3 separate regions of the Mus musculus genome follow, and regions 2 and 3 are each linked to region 1. The links are chromatin contacts, called in public Hi-C and HiChIP or PLAC-seq maps. All regions are on one chromosome and are shown on one strand. Each heading gives the region's core, a stretch centred on a gene start, on an enhancer-like site or on the middle of the called end of the contact. The rest is flanking DNA. Distances are from core to core; before and after follow the strand shown. Region 1 holds the start of Sh3bp4 (SH3-domain binding protein 4). Region 2 has its middle 85 kb from the start of Platr5. Region 3 has its middle 110 kb from the start of Platr5.

Evidence for each region. A called contact is a pair of places that touch in the nucleus more often than the background predicts. HiChIP or PLAC-seq counts read pairs in DNA pulled down with a chosen protein or histone mark.
Region 2: an H3K4me3 HiChIP or PLAC-seq map of neural tube shows a contact between it and region 1, with 6 times the contacts expected there. The contact joins the enhancer-like site here to the promoter of Sh3bp4 in region 1. A contact is called at or near these places in 8 of 39 promoter capture datasets (the 3T3-L1 cell line, 3T3-L1-derived adipocytes, cranial neural crest and 3 more), 1 of 484 Hi-C or Micro-C datasets (ganglionic eminence), 23 of 115 datasets of contacts at active chromatin or transcription factors (the NIH/3T3 cell line, astrocytes, a beta-TC-6 cell line and 16 more) and 1 of 9 other capture datasets (pancreatic islet).
Region 3: a contact with region 1 is called in a Hi-C map of uterus. The contact joins the enhancer-like site here to the promoter of Sh3bp4 in region 1. A contact is called at or near these places in 8 of 39 promoter capture datasets (the 3T3-L1 cell line, the C10 cell line, embryonic stem cells and 3 more), 1 of 15 datasets of contacts at CTCF or cohesin (the NIH/3T3 cell line), 7 of 484 Hi-C or Micro-C datasets (the Patski cell line, adipose-derived mesenchymal stem cells, embryonic fibroblasts and 2 more) and 16 of 115 datasets of contacts at active chromatin or transcription factors (the NIH/3T3 cell line, bone marrow-derived dendritic cells, craniofacial prominence and 11 more).

Annotation. Positions count from the first base shown.
Region 1 is chr1:89,069,079-89,071,919 of GRCm38.p6, forward strand. Sh3bp4 (SH3-domain binding protein 4) reads left to right here and starts at 1,337. Exons shown (of 6, transcript NM_133816.3): 1 at 1,337-1,519.
Region 2 is chr1:88,838,887-88,841,727 of GRCm38.p6, forward strand. No RefSeq gene overlaps it. Among named protein-coding and RNA genes, the nearest start is that of Platr5, 85 kb to the left of the region's middle. Within about 2 kb of position 1,400, at least 83 of the 459 cell types and tissues checked have an H3K27ac peak or open chromatin away from gene starts, as enhancers often do. A contact at or near this core is called in astrocytes, differentiating embryonic stem cells, embryonic basal ganglia and 9 more, where this site is marked.
Region 3 is chr1:88,865,814-88,868,654 of GRCm38.p6, forward strand. No RefSeq gene overlaps it. Among named protein-coding and RNA genes, the nearest start is that of Platr5, 110 kb to the left of the region's middle. Within about 2 kb of position 1,463, at least 5 of the 459 cell types and tissues checked have an H3K27ac peak or open chromatin away from gene starts, as enhancers often do. A contact at or near this core is called in uterus, where this site is marked.

The sequences.
Region 1 (2,841 bases), core at 87-2,586:
CAGGAGACTGCTTCTTTTAAGGTCGACAGCTACACTTAAGGAGTAATTGTACTCGTTTCCATGTTCTAAGAGAATATGAAATTCTACCCTCTTAGCCTTAGGTTGACCAGTATGTCTACCTGACTCCACTAGGACTACATCTAGAGCGGGGTGGGGGTGGGGGTGGGGGAAGGCGGGCAGCCCGAGTGCAAGGGTGGAGTGGAAGGGGAGCATAAAGAACACGGGAGATAGAAAACTGGCTAGTATTCCGACTCTGAAGCCCTCTCCCATGTGATCTTGCCGAATATGATAATCTGTGTTAACGTCTGAAGTCACTTAGAAAATATAAATGGTATCTGTCGCCAGCGATGATAGTGAAGATGGACTCAGTGGGCTGCTGGATTTGGATCTGTGGCAACATTGAAGACATGATTGCCACTGGTTCCAAGTGGAAGCCTTCATTCCCTGGCCTCACCACCACAGCAGTCAAAGGCTGGTTCGACCTCACTGAGGCAATCAACCCCTACAGGCCTCTGTCTACTCCCGTGAGAGATGACTCATGAGCTTGGGCTTTTGCTCCGCTGCCTCGCAGTGTGTTCATTCACTGAGCTCGCATCGAGCGTCTACTTCTGTATGTGAGTCTGGGCAGAGGAAGTGTAACTATGCTGACATGTATTCAGTTGCAATCTGCCTCGCAGGCAGCTCTCCTCCACTTGTAGTTGTTCCCTAAGCTGAGTTTTGTTTGTTTTTTCTCGGTTTTACTGCTTAACCACTCCCGGGGGATCAGAGGCTTCCCCAAAACAGAGCACCGGAGGTCTCCATCATCTTTGCTCATTTCTGGGTCCAGGGGTAAAGATCCCGAGGCCCTAACCCCACTCTCTTAACTGGCGCTGTTAAGGAAGGAGACAAGGAGTGTTGGCGGGAATCGCGCCGGAGCACTGGAGGCGCCAGTAAGCCAAGCCGCTTCTTTAAGTAAATCAGCGGCTCAGTCGGCCCCGCCCCTCCGGGACATCCCGCCCCCTTCATCCAGGCCCCGCCTTTACTAAGAACTGCCCTCCCCCAGCTCGAGGCACAGCCCCTACTTGCTCCAACCTCATATTGACCACGCTCATTTGAGCACACCCCGCCCACTTTTGCCCCAGTATCGTCTAGGCCCCGCCTCTCCGACAAAGACTCCGCCTTGAGAGTGCGATTCCGCCCCCGGTCCCTACGCCCCAGCCTGAGCTTGACCCGCCTCTTCCTCGCTCCGCCCCCAGCTTTGGCCCCGCCCCTCCCGCGGTCTCTGCTTGCGCTCCGCCCTCCTGGAGCCCGCTGTTTGCGCCCCGGCCCCGCCCGCGCTCGCGCCCCGCCCCGGCCCAGACCACCTCTGCGCCCGCTGGCGGGGGCCGAGCGCTCTGGGCTGTCGCGGCGTCTGGGCACCTCACCACCTCTGCTGCCTCGATCGCTGAGGCCGCGGTACCGGGAGTCGCGCGCGCCCCCGGCCGGGTGAGCCCCACAGGACAAGAGAACCGCAGGACCCGTGGGGCGCCATGCGAGCCAGGTAGGAGCCTAGGGTCGGACGGCGCACCCTATCCCCGCGCGCGCTGTGGCTTTGGGCAGCATCCCGGGCTCTGGGGCGCGGCTAGCCTGGAGCAGCTCCGAGCCCCTTGAGCTCCCGGTTCCCTGCCCTCTGTGGTCACAGCCCGACCTGGGCTGCGGATCGTGGTCGCTAGGGCCCGGGGCGCGGGGAGGGCGGAGGGGGTCGCGGCGCCACCCGCGCGGTTCTGAGAAGGAGCGAAGAGAGCGCGGCTTTGGGTTAAACTTGGTGACAATGCACATTTCAACTTCTTCGGAGAGCCCTCCTGGAGGATGAAATTGAAAACTCCAGTTTCTGTCTTGGTGATCGAGTGACCGCGCAGCCCCGAGGTGACAGCGCTGGGGTGTGCGGGTGGGAGCGGTTAGGATAGAGGAGCGTTGTTCTGCAAGTGCTGTTTACCGTGAAGCCGCCCTGCGCCGCCCAGTGTGTCTTGTTAGAGGGTTTGGGGGCCAGGAGGCTCCCAGCTGGGATCTGGCGTTGTAGTATGCAGGTTTGGGGGGCTTAGCGGTGCGGACTGTGGGGCTGGCTGGCGCTGGCCCTTCCCGGGTGTGGGGCGCCTGCAGATGCCGCGCGGGAGGAGTGGCGGAGAGCTGGCTGGCCGCTCTGCGTGCGCAGAAGGTTGTGGAGCCTCGTGGAGCTATGAGATTTGAAAGGGAATACCATGCTGGGCTTTATTCGTGTTTATTCTTCCCTTGTTAGTGCATCAGATTGGTGTTCTGTGATTTAGCAGCAGAAATAAAGTTCGTATAACTTTTGCTCTGATTATAAAAGCAATGAGTGTCCAGAGCGGAAATAAACACGAGATCTACGCCGATCCCACATTCGTTGGGGGTGGGGGGTGGGGATGTCGCAGCCTTGTAGATTTAATCATTGAATTATACCTGGCGCCTTCTTGCCTAACCTCAAGAAAACCCTTGCTTGAAACCCTTGATTGTCTCGTGCCCAAAGTTTGGAATTTTTGACCTGCCTTACCACAAAGGCTGTTTCTGATAGTTATGAGTACCCTTTTGATGTACTGGGGTTTCCCATGAGATGGTGGGTACAGATGGAGAGAATGGTGGTGGGAGGGCCGAAACCTCAGCCCAGTCCGTGGTTTTGGTACCGAGCCTTGTAAAAATGACAGTAATGATTCTCAATCTGCTTCCTGGGCCAACCATAAAAATTAATGGGTGGTTTGCAGAGCGTTTTTGGCATCCTTAGATGGACAGCGGCTGTATTTCAATGTGCTGGGGAGCATTTAGCTGTTACACAGTGTCATCTAGGTAGCTAGGTAAAACAAGCTACCT
Region 2 (2,841 bases), core at 150-2,649, 230 kb before region 1:
TGAATAGCAGAGTCCCCTGAGGCAGGTTCCCTGGGCCATTTGTACGAAGAGGGGGCACATTCCCACAGCTCCCGGCTCTTCACTGTTCCCCGTTTCATCCCAGGGTCATGTGGCAGGCAATTCTTTTATGATTGTCTTTTCTCTGCACTGAATGGTGCCAGAGCGTCTCCCATCGATCTGACTGAGTTAGGAGAACAGCATGTATAGAGTTGGAACCAGCTTTAGGATAGATCAGTTTTCATCAGTCTCTCAGTCTCTCATAGGAGAAGGAGCACCGGCTCTCCATCAATCCTCAGAAGAGGGCAAAGAGATGTCCATTCCTATCCGGATAAAGTGTTGATATGTGTGCTCTTTAAGTGGACGGAGAGGAATTCTGCTTCCAGTCTCCAGAGTAACACTAACCAACCCTGGGCTTCGGCATCCTTCAGGAAGACTGGGTGAAGGATGGAGTCTTTGGAAAGAGCCCATTACTATATGTAGCTGTCATCATGTTCATGACCAGTCCTTAACTCTAAGCTAAGCTTGTACTTGGTTTGCACTAGGTTGAAACCCTGGAATAAAAAAAAAAAAAAAAAAAAAAAGCTTTGGGGGAAGGGAGTCTCAGGAGTAGCCAGAGATCATTAGTTTCCAAAGCTGTCTGTTGTGCTTTCTCCTTATGCCAAATCCTACACACCTGTGTCCTGCAGCAAAGCCAAGGCTGCTTAGGGAGCAGCAGGAGCAGGTGGGGGTGCCCCCAGGCTGTCCTGCACCTCCCTCCACGATGTTCTGAAAGGATTGTTTACTCCTGCAAGCAGAAGCAAGCTGCTAAATAAATTCAGTTGTCTCCTCTGAAACACCTGGGGCATTTGCTATGAATACAAACTACCGGGGCTGCACCTCCCCTGAGGCTCAGGGGGCCTGGGTGGGGCCCAGGACTCTGAATACTGAAAGCACCTTGGTGGATGGCAGCTGGGCAAAATCCGTCCAGCTCCAGGCACTGGCATCTTAAAGAAAAAAGAGGAACCTGAAGAAGACCTAACTCAGTTGCTTTGCTTTCTGAAGAAAAGACTTTGATTGAGAGAGGGGAGGGGTGGAAGGGAAGAGAGAGAGAAGGGAGTGGTTGAGAGGGAGTATGTGATCAGTAGGGTGGACCCCAGAGGAGACCATCTTTTTGGCAGAGAATCCACGGTCTGCACTGCTAAAGTAAGAAGCCAGGGGTGTGTTTCTATGAAAGGCTCGAAACAAATAAACTTACAATGAAGAAAAGCAGAGGCAGGATTTGTGTCATGGGTACAGAAAGAACCTCTGTGCAGGGAAGGCGGCTTTGAAAAAGCAAATGTTAGTGAAAGATGCTATACATTAGAGGAAGCTCCCGGGGCAAATCCAGCTGAGAGCACAAGGCCCCTTCTGTCCAGCCATCTGCAATCCCTGTCTGGATGCCCACACAGAGCAGGGAGTGTGAGGCCTAATGGCTTTGGGGCTCAAATGAAAAGGAAACAAAGCGATTCCGGAACAAAAGGACTGCAGTCTGAAAGCAGTCTTGGGAGAAAGGGCTCTGTTGAAGAGCATTCCTTCCAAATGGCACCAAATCGGGGCACACAGCTAACTCACTGTGGAGACTCTCCCTCGGACTCACTTCTCTAAGCTCCTGGATCAGGAGGGGCTTGGGTAGGCTCAGGAGACTCCCTGTGAGTTGCCAGGGGTACTAGAGGGAAAGTGAGGATACCCTTGGAGTTACAGCCTCTGATCCCCAGAGATCGCCCACAGGCCGGGCACCCTCCTCAGTCCCGCTGAACCAGAGTTATTAGGATCAGAGCCTGGGCCTAGAAGCCCTAAGAGGGCAGGCTTTACCTCTACGCCCATCACTGGTAGCCTGAAAAGGTGACAGGAGACAAGCGCTTCCTCCCACCAGTACTAAGCTCCCAGCCTTCTTTTTTTTTATTTTTTTATTTTTATTTATTTATTTATTTATTTATCAGTGAGGGATTCCTGGGAAATTTTGATTTGAGAGATTCCATTGTCTCAAGAGTCTGGTAGCCAAAGGGAGGAGTATGTATGTCCTCCTAGAATATCTTTCCTCTTGCCAGGGACGTTGCAGGAGGATCCAGAGCAGAGCAGAGGTCTTGAATCATCTGCCTGTGGCGTTTGACGGAGATTCCTGGCAGAAAGTGGAGCTCTCTAAAGGCTAATACGTAATCATTATTCCTGAGACTCTGGACCTTCCCAGAGCCTTTCTACTGATTGCCTTTTGAAGAGTTGTTGATAGACAGAAGAAGCAGGGTCTCTCTGGACTCTTCCCCCACAGTCCAAGTCATTGGTAGATCATCAAACAGGGTCCGAGCTCTCCAACCATGTGGGAAATACTGAAAGCACCTTGGTGGATGGCAGTGTACTTAGCTCTGGATTTCTAATTATATATCCCACCATGTAACAACAGTACCGAGTCCAGGAGATTTGCCCACAGGTAATGACACAGCTGAGATAAGAGCTCAGGCACCCTGACTCACATGGCCCAGGATTCCTGCTACATCAGCAAATTTCTGAATTACGGGATTTTTTTTCCCCCTTGAGTAGTCAAATGACATTTAATCTTTTCCCGTGCTTGATGAGATGGGTTGAATGAGAAATGTTTCTTGTAGGCTTTTTGTATTTGAGTATTTGGTCCCCATTTGGTGGTGGTGTTTCGGCGGGGGGGGGGGGGGGGGGGGGAAGGGTGGCATGTATCATGGAACCTTTAGAAAGGCAGAGCCTTGCTGGAGAAGGTACATCACTAGGGGCGGGTTCTGGGCATTTATAGCCCCCACCCATCTCCAGTTCATTCTCTCAGCTTCATGTGTCTGATAGAAGATGTGATCTTACAGC
Region 3 (2,841 bases), core at 213-2,712, 200 kb before region 1:
GAGCAGGCCAGGCTGCCTCCACCACCTGAGAGCACCAGGCTCTCTCTGTTCTGTTTTTGCAGACGCTATGCAAGATCCTTCCAGAATAGTCTCCTGCCTTCGCCACTGCACAGCCTAACCAGCCTCAGACTGGGGGGTGGAAGAGTAACTGAGCAGCCTGTTGGAACAATGATGGAGGACGATGGGACAGGGGAGAGCTCTGTCAACCAAGCACTTGCCAGGCAACCTTGAAGACCTGAGTGTGATTCTCAGAAACGATGCAAGAAAGCCTGCTGTGGTGGCAGATGCTTGGAGGACAGAGGACAGAGGACAGAGGACAGAGGACAGAGGACAGAGGACAGAGGAGGATCCCTGGATCTTGCAGGCAGCTCACCTGACCTACCTGGTAAGATCCAGGTTGGTGAGAGATCCTTGTCTCAGAATAGTTGAGCGGCCTAAAGAATGACACCTGAGGTCACATGCAACACGTGTGTGTGCGTGTACACACCTAAACACACACACTCTGATGCTGGCTTTACTGCCCTCTGTTTGAGATAGCTAAGGAGGTCTGCTAAGTAGAGCATTGCCTGTCAGTTCATAAAATATCACAGATGGCTAGAGGATTGTCTTAGGTAAGCCTGTCCCTAAATTAAATTCTATCCAATAAACATAGTTCAAAGAAAGAAAGAAAGAAAGAAAGAAAGAAAGAAAGAAAGAAAGAAAGAAAGAAAGAAAGAAAGAAAGAAAGAAAGAAAGAAAGAAAGAAAAAAAGAAAGAAAGAAGAAAGGAATTTATGTTTTGTCTCTCTTTCCTAAAGTTGTTTTTTATTCCTGTTGTTATTGCTACATTTCAGGCCTGGGACAGGGGGCTGAGGTGCATATTTTACACACCAAAGCAGACCAGGCCTCCAGGGTTTTCCAGCACCCCTCAATCCCATACCCTGCCCCCATCCCTGAACACTCCAGCCCAGGGGCGGTGGGGCCCGTCCCCAAAAGGCTCATCCCAATATAATCCAGACATTTTGTGCTCTCCTTGTTTCTCTTCTCTTCTCTCTCCTCTTTCTCACCCTGCCTGGGCTTTCTCTCTTGCCCTTCCCCTCTTTTTCCCCTCCCTATGGCAATAGACCTGCATGTACATATTTTAATCTGGCTTGAATTGGTTCATTTCACTGGCAGAGAAAAACCTACCAGCTATTATTTTGTGTTCATTCTTTGCTGATTTCATACATGTTAACAGTTCATTCTGGGTACCACCCCACTGCCATGCTCCTACCCACCTCCCTCCTCCCTACCTGTCACTTTCCTACATTCAAGACTTTGAGGTTTATTGTGCTTTACCATTTGCTTTATCAGAGCCATGTGTGCAGCTGTTGGGTTGGGACTGACTCTGGAGCCTGATGGCATCACCAGTAAGAACACAACTGAAGGCAGTAAATCTTTTGAGTTTATTCCTAGGAAATAGTTCAGCAGTGAAAAATAGGGCCTAGGCCCCTCCTCCACTCCCTGAACTGTCCATGGGCCAATGCAGACCCAGAACAGGCTTCCATAGCTGTCTATGGTTTCCATGGCTGTATCTTGCCCAGGAGATGTCGTTTCTCAGCTGTCTGGCCATCTTCTGGCTCCGACGGTCTCCTCCCACAGTATAACATCTGTGTCTCCACAGTTTTGATGGGAGCTGTAGGCTCTGCCTCCATAAATATGATTTAATAGAACTTTGATCCATCTTCAAAAAAAAAAAACTGAGCTGCATTTTGAGAGAACAGCCTGCTAGAAATCCAACTTCCGAGGGAGAAAATGGCTTCCTGCTTAGCCTCAAATGGCTTTGGCCGTGATTAGGTTTCAGTGTGAAAAATAAATGGGGCAGCCTGTTCAAGGCAAGAAGATGAGGAGAATGGAGAAGCACCAGGACCTAGGCAATTATAAGCAAGTCATCATATACCCTGAGCCCCGTGTCCCCACACAGAACCAGAGGAGTAAAGAGTAGGCAGCCTCCTCAAACCAACTCACCCAGGTCCCCAAATCCACAGGTCTCAGCACAGGGGGGACCTGAGGGTAAGCAGAGCAGTGCCTGGCTCAGAGTCACGCCTGTTCTGCATCCCATCCATACGTCATCCAGGCTCTGTCAGGACACTGTGCCTGGTGAACTAACACTGTTCTCGACATGGCTTTCCCTGCCATCTTCTTTGCATCTGAGTCTTTCAAGTCTGACTATCACAACAGTAACTAATAAAACAACACCAAAGATTGTTTATTCTTGATGTGCAAATCCTCTGGGCAAAGGGCTGGGACGGTCTGTTGTGGTGTGAATTTGGGATGTCCTTCATGGGCTCAAATATTTGAACTTGATCTCCAGCTGGGGACAGTGTTTGAGGAGGTTTGGGGAAGCATTTAGGAGGTGGGGCCTCACTGGAGGCAGGCCTCAGACCTTTCTATCCATCCCTACTTCCTCTTCACTCTCTGCTTTCGGAGCACATATATGGCGTGATCAGCCAGCTGCCTCTTCCTGCCACCACCTGCATTCCCTACTTGCTGCCATGTTGTCCTTCCAAGATGGACTGTGTCACTCAGGAACCATGAGTCAAAATGACCCCTCCCTGTTGAAGTTACCCTTGTCAGAGTATTTTGTCATAGAAATGAGAAAGGAGCTATGGCATAGTTGTACCCACTGGTGTGACCCACACTTACCTCTGTGTGCCTCACACAGAGAAGCCATGTGCTGCACAAACATTGTGCACACACAAATGCTTCTGCTTCTGCACACATATGGGGGAGTCGTTCAGGGGCCTATAGCTGGACAGCAGCACACAGCCCGTTCCTCCTGTCATCGTGGGCTCTATTGATAAGACATAATGGGGGAGCAAAG